Regions from separate parts of the Rattus norvegicus genome. Here region 1 is linked to region 2. The links are chromatin contacts, called in public Hi-C maps. All regions are on one chromosome and are shown on one strand. The core of a region is the stretch at or near the end of the contact, and the rest is flanking DNA. Distances in the headings are between cores, read along the strand shown. Region 1 overlaps LOC103691380 (a long non-coding RNA gene). Region 2 overlaps Vti1a (vesicle transport through interaction with t-SNAREs 1A).

The links. A called contact is a pair of places that touch in the nucleus more often than the background predicts.
Region 1: a Hi-C map of psoas muscle shows a contact between it and region 2, with 4 times the contacts expected there. The contact joins two enhancer-like sites. A contact is called at or near these places in 4 of 12 Hi-C or Micro-C datasets (Schwann cells, kidney, mammary epithelial cells and 1 more).

What each region holds. Positions count from the first base shown.
Region 1 is chr1:265,174,283-265,180,064 of GRCr8, reverse strand. LOC103691380 (a long non-coding RNA gene) reads left to right here. Exons shown (of 4, transcript XR_590740.4): 3 at 1,715-1,772. Among named protein-coding and RNA genes, the nearest start is that of Habp2, 140 kb to the left of the region's middle. Within about 2 kb of position 4,199, at least 4 of the 93 cell types and tissues checked have an H3K27ac peak or open chromatin away from gene starts, as enhancers often do.
Region 2 is chr1:264,465,579-264,471,529 of GRCr8, reverse strand. The region is part of intron 5 of Vti1a (vesicle transport through interaction with t-SNAREs 1A); the gene reads right to left. Among named protein-coding and RNA genes, the nearest start is that of Vti1a, 110 kb to the right of the region's middle. Within about 2 kb of position 1,714, at least 21 of the 93 cell types and tissues checked have an H3K27ac peak or open chromatin away from gene starts, as enhancers often do.

The sequences.
Region 1 (5,782 bases), core at 2,950-5,449, 710 kb before region 2:
GAATACGTGTGAGATTTCACACGTGATCGCTGAGGCCTGAGAGGAGGAGAGGAAAAGCATTCATTCTCTGGGATTCTTTGGGATGTTTTTCACTAAGAAAGATAAAATAAAATTGACATTCTCAGGACATTGTAAAGAAGGTCCCCATACCCCCTTTCCCACCCCTGTGTGGTATCGAAGTTTGCACAGCCATAAGCAGGAGAGAGATCTGGTCCTCATCTGCTGTGTTTGGAAATGCTCACCCGATTCCGTCAACAGATTTCGCCTTTATTTTATCTACCTACCAACATCTCAGCAGGACTGAGGGAAGGATGGTGTTTTCACACTCTTTGGAAAATTGGTTTTAAATGTTAGGGAATTTCTAATCTGCTTTTTAGAACCCTCAAGGCCAAGAGTCTTGAAAGGGCAGAGGTGAATATCTTAACATTGTGTTGAGTTTCCATTTTCTACATTACTTGACTATTCATACAAATTACTTGATAAGAACTTTTTTTTAAGTAGTCACATAAAGTCTGTGGGCATAGAGCCAGGTGCATGATGATCACGTGACTGGAGATGGGTTGAGACGGAGGCGTGGAGTAGATGCTTTGTTAGGAAGGACAGCCTCGCCTCCACCTATTCCCAACCCTTGTTGGCCACTTGTGTTCTCAGGGATTCAGCCAGCCTTAACCACATTGAAAAGTCATAGACCATTGACTGAGCGGGTATAACTGGGCTTCCATTCCGCGGCCCTCACAATCTCACTGTCTCTGTTGCTACTTCAAAGTGAGACTCAGAGGCAAAGGCTTTCCAGCTGGAGCTGTGAGGGGATGAAGGTGGGATTTCTGATTTCCAGTCCTGCAGTGTCAAGCTTACCCGGACGCTGAAGGGACTACCCTGTTGTTTAGCTTACAGGATTCTGAGCCAAGTTGTCTGAGGCTCTGGTATTTTGATAGTTGATCTTCATGGTTTACTCAATTGGATTATGAAGTACTGTGAGGGTGTTTCCGGAAGCTATCGAATCCTGAAGGCTCTGTGCTAATGGATGGGCCCATCTACTGATGGCATTGGAGGTGGATGTAGAGTGAGGCCTAGATGGAGAGAGTAGGTTACTGGGACATGCCTGGCTCTTTCCAAAGCCCCTTCTTCTGCTTCCTGGCTGGCATGGAGTGAACTGCTCTACTGTGGCACACCTCCTTACAGTGGGACTAACGCCTCCAAAACCAGGAGACCGCAATAATAATTCCTCCCTTTAAGTCGTTTTCCCAGATAACTGGCCACAGCAACCAGCAGCAGCAAATGCTGCTCACTTGGCTGTGCCCACACATTCTTGGTTCCTTCATCTCTAATGCTCAGTAAGGACCCCAGGGGCTAGTCCATGGAGATAGCAATAAGAAACGTGGAGGAGGGAAGAGAGAACGTGACATAAAAGATCTCGTATGATATCCCAGTTAGCTTTTTGTCACGTTGACACAAGCTAGAGTCATCTGGGAAGAAAAAAAAACATAAATTAAGAAAATGTCCCCATCAGATTGGCCTGCTATCAAGTCGGTGGGCATTTTCTTGATCAATAATTGAGGTTAGATGACTCAGCCTACTGTGGGCAGGGCAACCTTGGCAGATGGTCCTGGGTTGTATAAGCAAGAAATCTGAGCAAGCCCTGGATAGCAAGCCCTGGATAGCAAGCCAGTAAGCAGTGTTCCTCTCTGATCTCTGCTTCACTTTCTGCTTACAGAGTTCCCGCTTTGACGTCCTGCCCTGATTTTCCTCACGGATGACTGCGACCTGGAGCTGTAAGTTAGAATAAACTCTCTTCTCTCCAAGTTACTTATGGCCACGGTGTTTTTACCACAGCAACAGAACCCCTGACTAAGCCGCATGACTTAGGAATGACTGGGTATAAATGCATTTAAATTACTTACACTTTCCACCTTATTAGGATCTCCTGGTATGTCTTAAGTGACAGACCCAGTAGTCGTGGTTCTCTACTGCCTAGAGAAAGGAAGCTAGTGGGAGATGTGCTGGATTGCAGGCGCCTTATGGAATCACCCACGGTTCACAGGAAGTAAACACTGACTAGAAACACCGCCATACTTGCCCAAGAGCCCCAGCTAAAGGACTTCAGCTCCCTTCCGGGGACTTTATCAACATACCTTTTTGTGTGGAATAAAACACCTCTTGAAATAACATCTCAACTTGAGGAAAGATGTTTAAAAGAAATGGTCTTGAGGGGAAGAAAGCACACAGGGCTCCCGATGGCTCCCCGAAAGTCATAGGCTGTGTGGAAGCTAAAAGAGGCACTCATATCTTAGTCTTTTACAGTTCCACAATGCTAAGGTTTCTTACCACAGCTATGCACTGTCTCATCTTAAGACATGGAGATACCGGTCCTGTTCTCAGGAGCACGCTCTGTGGAAACTGCCCCTAGAACCTTCTCCACGATTAAAAAGAAAAAAAAAAATGGGAGGAAATTACTTCCTCTAGGCGGCCGTTCCAGGTGGGACACATTACTGCCATTCCTTACCTGAAGGATGAGCTTCGTTAATTCCACCTATTATTTATCGACCCACCCTAGAGCTACACCGTGAGTAAGAGCCAGGAACAGGCCCGGGGAGCCAGGCCTACAGACTGTGCAAGGGAGGTGCCTGCTTGGTCTGAGCATTTCTCTCAAGGAGGCCGACAGTGCGTTACCAGTTTGGGCCTCTGGTCCCGTCTTTATGACATGTGTTCTGGTGGGACAGGAGCCAAGGAAGCTCCTGGCTTCCAAGGAAGGCTTAAAGGCTCCAGAGGCCCGACCCAGCCGAAGGTTCTGGGAAGGCTTCTCTCCACATGCGACTTTGTGGCCGGGAACAGGGAGATGAGGAGCCGGACTGATGAGGTGAGAGGACTGGGATCTGGGCTGAGCACCCAGACAGGCCCTGAGGTTCCCAAGGACAGCCCAGCCTTCAGGAGCCTCAGAGCCTCAAGGGCAGACACAGGATGGGGCCAAGAAGTCACGTGGTAGCTTGAAGAGTGTGGGATTCTAAACTTTTCCCTGAGAACAGTTCAAAGTTCCTGAGAGGTTTCTCCTAACGGGCGTATTCCACTTGGCCCCACCCGGTCCAAACTCTACTCCTGCCAATTATGGGCGCCTTGTGATCCGCTTCATAGCAGAACCAAGCCACCCCAGAGAAGATCCTTTAAGCATGACAGCCTATGTTGCCTCTTCCCCTCTCTTTGTCTCTTGCTGTCTGGTAGAGACCATAAAATCTATCCAGGGAACTTTTGGCGAGGAACGCAAATTAAACTAATTGTTCTAGCCTCACAGCCTTGCCCAGAGCTTCAAAAGGGGCATCGAATACCACCACCCCGACCAGTGAGACAAGCGAATTAAAACTGGTGGGGCCAGAAGTGGCTGTGGATTTGCCAAGGACCTCTTGGCAGGTCCCAGGTACTCTGAGCGTCATGCTTTGGCTGGTAGTCAAGGGAGGACCCTCCCATGTCCTGTCGAAAACGTGTATTTATAGGTTTAATTATGTGAATTCACTTGCTCTTTGCTCAAAGAAAGTAGAGACAGGGTCGTTTTAATGCTCCACAGAAATGAAACTGTATTGAAGCCAGCCTGACCTCAGACTGAATGTCAGAGCCGTTGGGTTTTCCAGCAGGAACACAATACTTTTTATAGAATGGGAAGTCAATTGAAAAATCATTAAAAAGTAGAGTTGGGAAGGGCTCTGTGCTCACTAAGGTTAGGTCCCTAGAGCCACTATAGCCTTGGTCCCTGTGGGGAAGGGTCTAATGCTTTGTCCACTCAAAGTTTTAAATATCTCACCAAGGGCTCATTCCTGGGAATACCTCTCCCGGGGTGCCAGATCTCGCCCCGCGCATGAGTCAAGGCTCCTTCTCGCTCTTCGGCCTCACTCAGCTCAATGGTGTAGATAGGCGTATGCTGTGTTTGAAACAAAAGGCCTTGCCTTTGCTTCCCTTTCATCCCCAGGTCTCCTACCTGTGGAAACTTCCAGATCTGGAAGGGGGAGGGGGGAGGGGCAAGCCGAACAAGTAGCCATTCGTTCCGAAAGCGGCCATTTCAAGAAGCCAAACTCCAGGCCTGCAGCCTGCAGCGGACGTTTCTGCTCTGGGAACAGGCAGGATCCATGAAATCCGCCTTACTAAAAGCTCAAGGAACCAGCCCAGAGCTGAGCTGCCTCTTGCTTGTAGCTGGGACAGAAGGTGGCAGCATAGCATCAGGCTGCAAGGGCTGCGGTCCCGCTGAAGCTGGGGACCATCCTAACCCTCCCGGGGCATCCAGATTCCTCCTCTAGCGCCAAGCATGCCCTGCTTAGGCTAGGAGTGACCCGAAAATTCAGCTTTTAAAGGTGAACCTCGAACATCCAGAAGTGTTCGAACACAGTCTATTTTCTACGTTAAAAAAAAAAAAAAAGTCATGTCGCCAGAGTAAATCTGAAAGATACCAAATGTGTCATGGGGAGGGCCCCACATACACATATTCACAAACACGAACAGCCCATGTAGTAAATTTTTAAATAAATTCAGAATGCGTGCATCTTCCTTCCTTTACATTCTCCCGCCATCTCTGAATTCGCCTCTGCTCTTCCTGTTTTCTTTGGCTATTTTTTTTTTAAACTTGTTTGGTAGTGTTTGCATGTAGTCCTTCGGAAGCAGGGATCCACACAGTAAGCACTTCTGACTCAAGAGCCGGACCCCTGCTGGGTAGCCAATTAAATGCACTGCCCACCAGGGAAAGTGTGATATTTTTTATTACTTTCTAATTTCAGGCCCTGAAATGGCTTCAGTGATCAGAACATTTTTCCTGCCTAAGAAACCTAAAGGAGGCAGCGAAATGATGCCTTTGATTTGTATTTTATTTATAACGGTCCATACTGGCCAAGTGCATGCTAAGGATTTCCCCAGGGCCTCAGAGGGCTTCAGGAGTGGAAAAGCAAGACAAAGAAAGAAAAAAAAAAAAGCACAAAACTTTCTCTCCCAGTCGCCTTGGCAGAGCGGGGGAAACTGTCAGGAGCAGTGGGAACCGCTTTTCTGAGAAGTCGGTGAACTGAGAAAAAATGGATAGAAGAATTGGGACAAAACCATTTCAGTGGATTTAAATCTATTTAAACGACAAGAGTAAATCAAAGCCATGCCTCTTTCTCATTACCAGTGGCCCCAGTGGTGGGGCCTCATAAATGCTGGCTAAGGAAGACTTGCGTTCATTCCTAAGTACATTCACAGGAAGCCCCACCCAAGGTGGAAGGAGGCTCGCTTGTTCCCTTCTCTTCTAGAAAGCATCAGCCTGGAGCAGCAAGGCTTCGAGGGCAAGGAGGAGAAACAACCCGACTCTAATGAGGAAAAGAGAAAAAGAAGTCAAATTCCCCCTGAATGCCTGAATGTTTATTTATTTATCTTTGCAACAAGGTTTAAAATCTAGAAGAGCTGCTGGGTGAAACAAACCACACCAAGCGGCTCACAAAACACCAGAAGCTCAAATTCCGAGCCTTTCCAAATCCTACCCTCCTGCCGCTGGGGTCTTGACTGAAAGTCTTCTTTTCCCCTTTTTTCTTTTCCTTTTCTCCTGACTCACTTGTTTAGCCAGAGGTAATTCTGAATGCTTATCTGAAGTACCTCACTGGCATTCTGGGGGGACATTCCTACTAGTGAGGGCCCCCCTTAAAAACAGGAGCTGTTTCAATTCCCATTAAGCAATTCTCTGTGATGTAAGTCTTTTAATGAACAGTCAGCTCGCGTCGAGACTAACACGTTGAACCCTGCTTGCTAACGATTTTCACAAAATGTGATTCGGAAATTA
Region 2 (5,951 bases), core at 465-2,964:
GCACCAATGCAGTGCAGCTCAGTTCGGCCCACGCAGACGGCACAGGGAAGCACCAATGCAGTGCAGCTCAGTTCGGCCCACGCAGACGGCACAGGGAAGCACCAATGCAGTGCAGCTCAGTTCGGCCCACGCAGACGGCACAGGGAAGCACCAATGCAGTGCAGCTCAGTTCGGCCCACGCAGACGGCGCAGGGAAGCACCAATGCAGTGCAGCTCAGTTCGGCCCACGCAGACGGCACAGGGAAGCACCAATGCAGTGCAGCTCAGTTCGGCCCACGCAGACGGCACAGGGAAGCACCAATGCAGTGCAGCTCAGTTCGGCCCACGCAGACGGCACAGGGAAGCACCAATGCAGTGCAGCTCAGTTCGGCCCACGCAGACGGCACAGGGAAGCACCCAGCTGCAGTGCAGCTCAGTTCGGCCCACGCAGACGGCACAGGGAAGCACCAATGCAGTGCAGCTCAGTTCGGCCCACGCAGACGGCGCAGGGAAGCACCAATGCAGTGCAGCTCAGTTCGGCCCACGCAGACGGCGCAGGGAAGCACCAATGCAGTGCAGCTCAGTTCGGCCCACGCAGACGGCACAGGGAAGCACCAATGCAGTGCAGCTCAGTTCGGCCCACGCAGACGGCACAGGGAAGCACCAATGCAGTGCAGCTCAGTTCGGCCCACGCAGACGGCACAGGGAAGCACCCAGCTGCAGTGCAGCTCAGTTCGGCCCACGCAGACGGCGCAGGGAAGCACCAATGCAGTGCAGCTCAGTTCGGCCCACACAGACGGCACAGGGAAGCACCCAGCTGCAGTGCAGCTCAGTTCGGCCCACGCAGACGGCGCAGGGAAGCACCAATGCAGTGCAGCTCAGTTCGGCCCACGCAGACGGCACAGGGAAGCACCCAGCTGCAGTGCAGCTCAGTTCGGCCCACGCAGACGGCACAGGGAAGCACCAATGCAGTGCAGCTCAGTTCGGCCCACGCAGACGGCACAGGGAAGCACCCAGCTGCAGTGCAGCACAGTTCGGCCCACGCAGACGGCACAGGGAAGCACCCAGCTGCAGTGCAGCTCAGTTCGGCCCACGCAGACGGCACAGGGAAGCACCAATGCAGTGCAGCTCAGTTCGGCCCACGCAGACGGCACAGGGAAGCACCCAGCTGCAGTGCAGCTCAGTTCGGCCCACGCAGACGGCACAGGGAAGCACCAATGCAGTGCAGCTCAGTTCGGCCCACGCAGACGGCACAGGGAAGCACCAATGCAGTGCAGCTCAGTTCGGCCCACGCAGACGGCACAGGGAAGCACCAATGCAGTGCAGCTCAGTTCGGCCCACGCAGACGGCACAGGGAAGCACCCAGCTGCAGTGCAGCTCAGTTCGGCCCACGCAGACGGCACAGGGAAGCACCAATGCAGTGCAGCTCAGTTCGGCCCACGCAGACGGCACAGGGAAGCACCCAGCTGCAGTGCAGCTCAGTTCGGCCCACGCAGACGGCACAGGGAAGCACCAATGCAGTGCAGCTCAGTTCGGCCCACGCAGACGGCACAGGGAAGCACCAATGCAGTGCAGCTCAGTTCGGCCCACGCAGACGGCACAGGGAAGCACCAATGCAGTGCAGCTCAGTTCGGCCCAAGCAGATGGTGGTTTGACTTTCACACGTGCTCCGCGGCTGGCGTCCTCGTCAGCAGTGTGTCTGTTCCAATGGGCTGATGGCCAGAGTCCTGTTCCTGTGACTCAGGGCAGCTACGCACCTCGCCCATTCACACAGAGGACTTTGGCAGCACCACTTACACAAGCTATGAGATGTGAATCAGCATTCTGTGGCGCCGTTTTCCTGTGTGTCCCCTGTGTTAGACTGGCCTGGCTCCAGCAAGGTTACATAAGCTATAAGCTATACAAGCTGGCCCACCACTGAGGAAGAGAACCGCCGAGCAGTCCCTTTCAGGAATACGACTGGTAGGCTGGAATGCAGACACCAGCCTGTGATAGCATTCTAGAACATCTGAATATTTTGGATAATTCTGCTTTCAAAATTAATCCAATGTAAATACATCATGGTCACTTTGTTTCAAAACTCTATAGAATTAAATGTACTGTACAATTAAATGCACAGACATTTCTTTCTATGTATAACCTCAATTATAGAAAATCCTCTCTATAAATGTATGGTGTGAAGTTGTCAGTTCAACTTGCTGGACATGAGCTACAGACACACACCCCCGTCCCCACCCACTGAAAGGGCCAGTGGCTCTGCCACAGCCCACGGGTCAATGCAGAAGTGCGAGGGAGAAACGCTTGGCCGTAAGACGTCAGCCCACAGCCTGGGCAGCTCATCCTACTGTCAGTCACGCTGAGTTGTAGGGAAGAATGGAGGGGAGCAAGCCGGCCCAGGCAAGGGAGCTGCTGTCACATACACGAACAGGCCCCTACTTCCCAGGCAAGGCAGACCTGGTGAGGGAGCAGTGTTTGGGGCCATGCTGACATTCTCCCAGAAGTGAGCATAGAGTGCATGTTACCTTGGGAATGAAAGTCATTTTGGTGAGCTTGGTCTTTTCTTTTCCTATCATATTCCTCCGCACTCATATTGCTCAGTCATAACCTGGGAAATAGCTTGACTTCTTAAGCAAAGTGGGGACTCTATCCCTCATGAGTTCTCACTATCAGGCTCTGCCACCCACTGTCAGCTGCTCCAGTTAATCCTCCGTTACAGTCCTGGACACTGGGATAGGGCTTTGGTAGCAGCAGCAAAGTCACCTATGATAATAGTAATAATGGTGAGGGGATGCTGAGCAAGCAGGACCAATAAAGTCAAGGACACATGTGTCCCTGTCTCTTCTGAGTCTGTGCTAAGCTAGATGTTCTTCAATGCGCTGTGGACTGTAGGCGAGCGGTCTGTCCACACCTCAGTGCCTCAGCTTCCCTGAAAGCTCAATGTGAACTCTGACACGGTGTGCTTTAGAGATGGGAGAAGACAGGAGTGTGGTATATGTGACTGACACAGTGTGCTTTACAAATGGTAGAGGACAGGAGTGCGGTATATGTGACTGACACAGTGTGCTTTACAAATGGTAGAGGACAGGAGTGCGGTATATGTGACTGACACGGTGTGCTTTACAAATGGTAGAGGACAGGAAGACAAGAGTACAGTATATGTGACTGCCATATGGCAGGTAACTTTGGGTATTCTGAAAGGGAAAAAGTAACTTATTTGGCAGCAAGAAAAAGCCCTGCCAGTGTGCATCCATACAAGTCGCCTGTCACTTTAAGGGCCGAAATAGGAAAACCTGTACCAGTTCTGTATTCCGTTCCTTCTTTTCAACTCATTCTAAGTTGCCCCCTGGGAGTTCGCCCTGCACCAAAAGTCTCTTTCAGTCCACAGCTAACTCTGTCTATTAAGCTTGCCCACCCTGCTCTGCCGTAACACTGCCTCCTTTGTACTTGCTTGGTGAACTGACCAGCCACACAGTACAATGGCCACAATGACTAAATTACACTGCCTGTCACCGCCTTTTGTGTCACACCTCTGACAGGTGCCATTACCGTGATAGGCAAATTGTAATAATCCATTCACAGTACCCACAGCCTTAATAATGTATTTTTTTATTTTACATAATCTGTGTGAATGCCACAAGGCATCTGAATAGTTAGTAAACACACAGGCCTGAAAGACTGAGCCACATGGAATGCGGCCGCCAACAAAGGAGCCCAGGACAGCAGACCTGAATGCAGCCACGTTCCTCATAACGCGGATATACTTACAAATACATCCAGGGGAGAAATGGCCTCCAGACTTCAGAGTTTTCTAAAACAAACTTATGGACCAGAGAGAGTAAAAAACAGGGTATTACCAGTCTGAAATGGGTATCTGTGTTAAAACTACACACTTACGGCAGGCAGGTGAGTAGAGCCTTACCAATCCTCTGAGGATGGCAGGCACCTGGGGTGAGCCCTGCTCCCATCCATCCCACTGTGGCTTCCCCTCAGCCTTTACCTCAGGTCACTGCTCGAGCTCTCCCACTTGCCTGAGCTACTAGACTAGTCTTCCATCTTCTGTAGTGTCTAACTAACTAACTAACTAACTACTAACTAACTAACTACTGCAACTGGCTTCTTATTTGTTGGCTTCCACGACGGGACAAGGCCCAGTCACTTCCACATCCTCTGTCACCTCTTTCAAACACCTCTGCCTCCAGAATGCTCAGCAGCTCTCTTTCCCATCGCCGTTCTCGTTCAGAGCTTACTCACCCTGCTGAGTGCAAGCGTGCTCCACCAACCAGCACTGCATCTGACTGTGAGTGGGGTGGGAGCCACTGTCATCCCTTGACCACTTTGTTCAACATAACCTTGGACAGTGACGAGTTACCCCTCCCCCGCCCCTCGGCTCTCCTTACTACATAGAAATTGGCTGCCGATTCATTTATGGCGCAATGCTTTCCTGATACTTTTAATTCTAAACATGCAAGATCTCTTCCAGCTCGCTTAGAGAAATCTCATCTTTGCGCATGGATGAAAGGGGAAATACGAGCAAAAGTAAGCAAGCTGAGTTTCCAGGAAAGCGCTCACATCAGTTGTCTACACTTTTGAACTCCTGTTTTCCATCAGTGTCCCCGGGTGCTCAACCACACTGCTCACACTCTGACAAGCATTCACCACTAGTGTTCAGGCATCCAGTCTGTCAGATGCCAGTAGGTGAAACGCACCTTAATTTCAGAAATGTTAAACTGTGAAAAGGCACACATTTCACAACCATAGGATGTAATAAATCTGCATTTATTTATTGGGTACTTAATACTATATCCACCACACCAAACTCAATATTTTAGGGACATTGTTTAAATATCATAGTTTTAAAAATAATATATAAGATGGTGTAAGTCATGAATTCAAGAAGGTGATGTGCTTTAGTAATGAGGTTACACATAGAGGAGAGCAGAGAGCTTGCCCCTTACCATAAGCACAGAGGAAAGGAAGTGATCTGCAAGCAGAGGAAGGGTCAGCCAATAGGAACTGAAGCTGCCAGCATCTCGGCCTCGGGCTATATAGCAAGCTCTTCAACTGTGGGAAGTATGTACTGTCTCAGCCTCCCTGTCCGTTCTTTGTCAGAGCTACCCAAGCTGAGGCATATTCCATACAGACCTTCCCTCACAGCACCCACAGCATGTGCTGTATGACCTTCCCTCACAGCACCCACAGCATGTGCTGTATGACCTTCCCTCACAGCACCCACAGCATGTGCTGTGTAGACCTTCCCTCACAGCACCCACAGCATGTGCTGTATGACCTTCCCTCACAGCACCCACAGCACCCACGGCATGTGCTGTATGACCTTCCCTCACAGCACCCACAGCATGTGCTGTGTAGACCTTCCCTCACAGCACCCACAGCATGTGCTGTGTAGACCTTCCCTCACAGCACCCACAGCACCCACAGCATGTGCTGTATGACCTTCCCTCACAGCACCCACAGCACCCACAGCATGTGCTATATGACCTTCCCTCACAGCACCCACAGCATGTGCTGTATGACCTTCCCTCACAGCACCCACAGCATGTGCTGTGTAGACCTTCCCTCACAGCACCCACAGCATGTGCTGTGTAGACCTTCCCTCACAGCACCCACAGCACCCACAGCATGTGCTGTATGACCTTCCCTCACAGCACCCACAGCATGTGCTGTGTAGACCTTCCCTCACAGCACCCACAGCATGTGCTGTGTAGACCTTCCCTCACAGCACCCACAGCATGTGCTGTATGACCTTCCCTCACAGCACCCACAGCACCCACAGCATGTGCTGTATGACCTTCCCTCACAGCACCCACAGCATGTGCTGTATGACCTTCCCTCACAGCACCCACAGCACCCACAGCATGTTGTCTCTCAGTAAATTCTCAGCATCCATCTTATCTCGCTAGAAAACACATGCTGTTCAATTAGAGCTAAGAGTTCTAAATCCATACATCACTAAC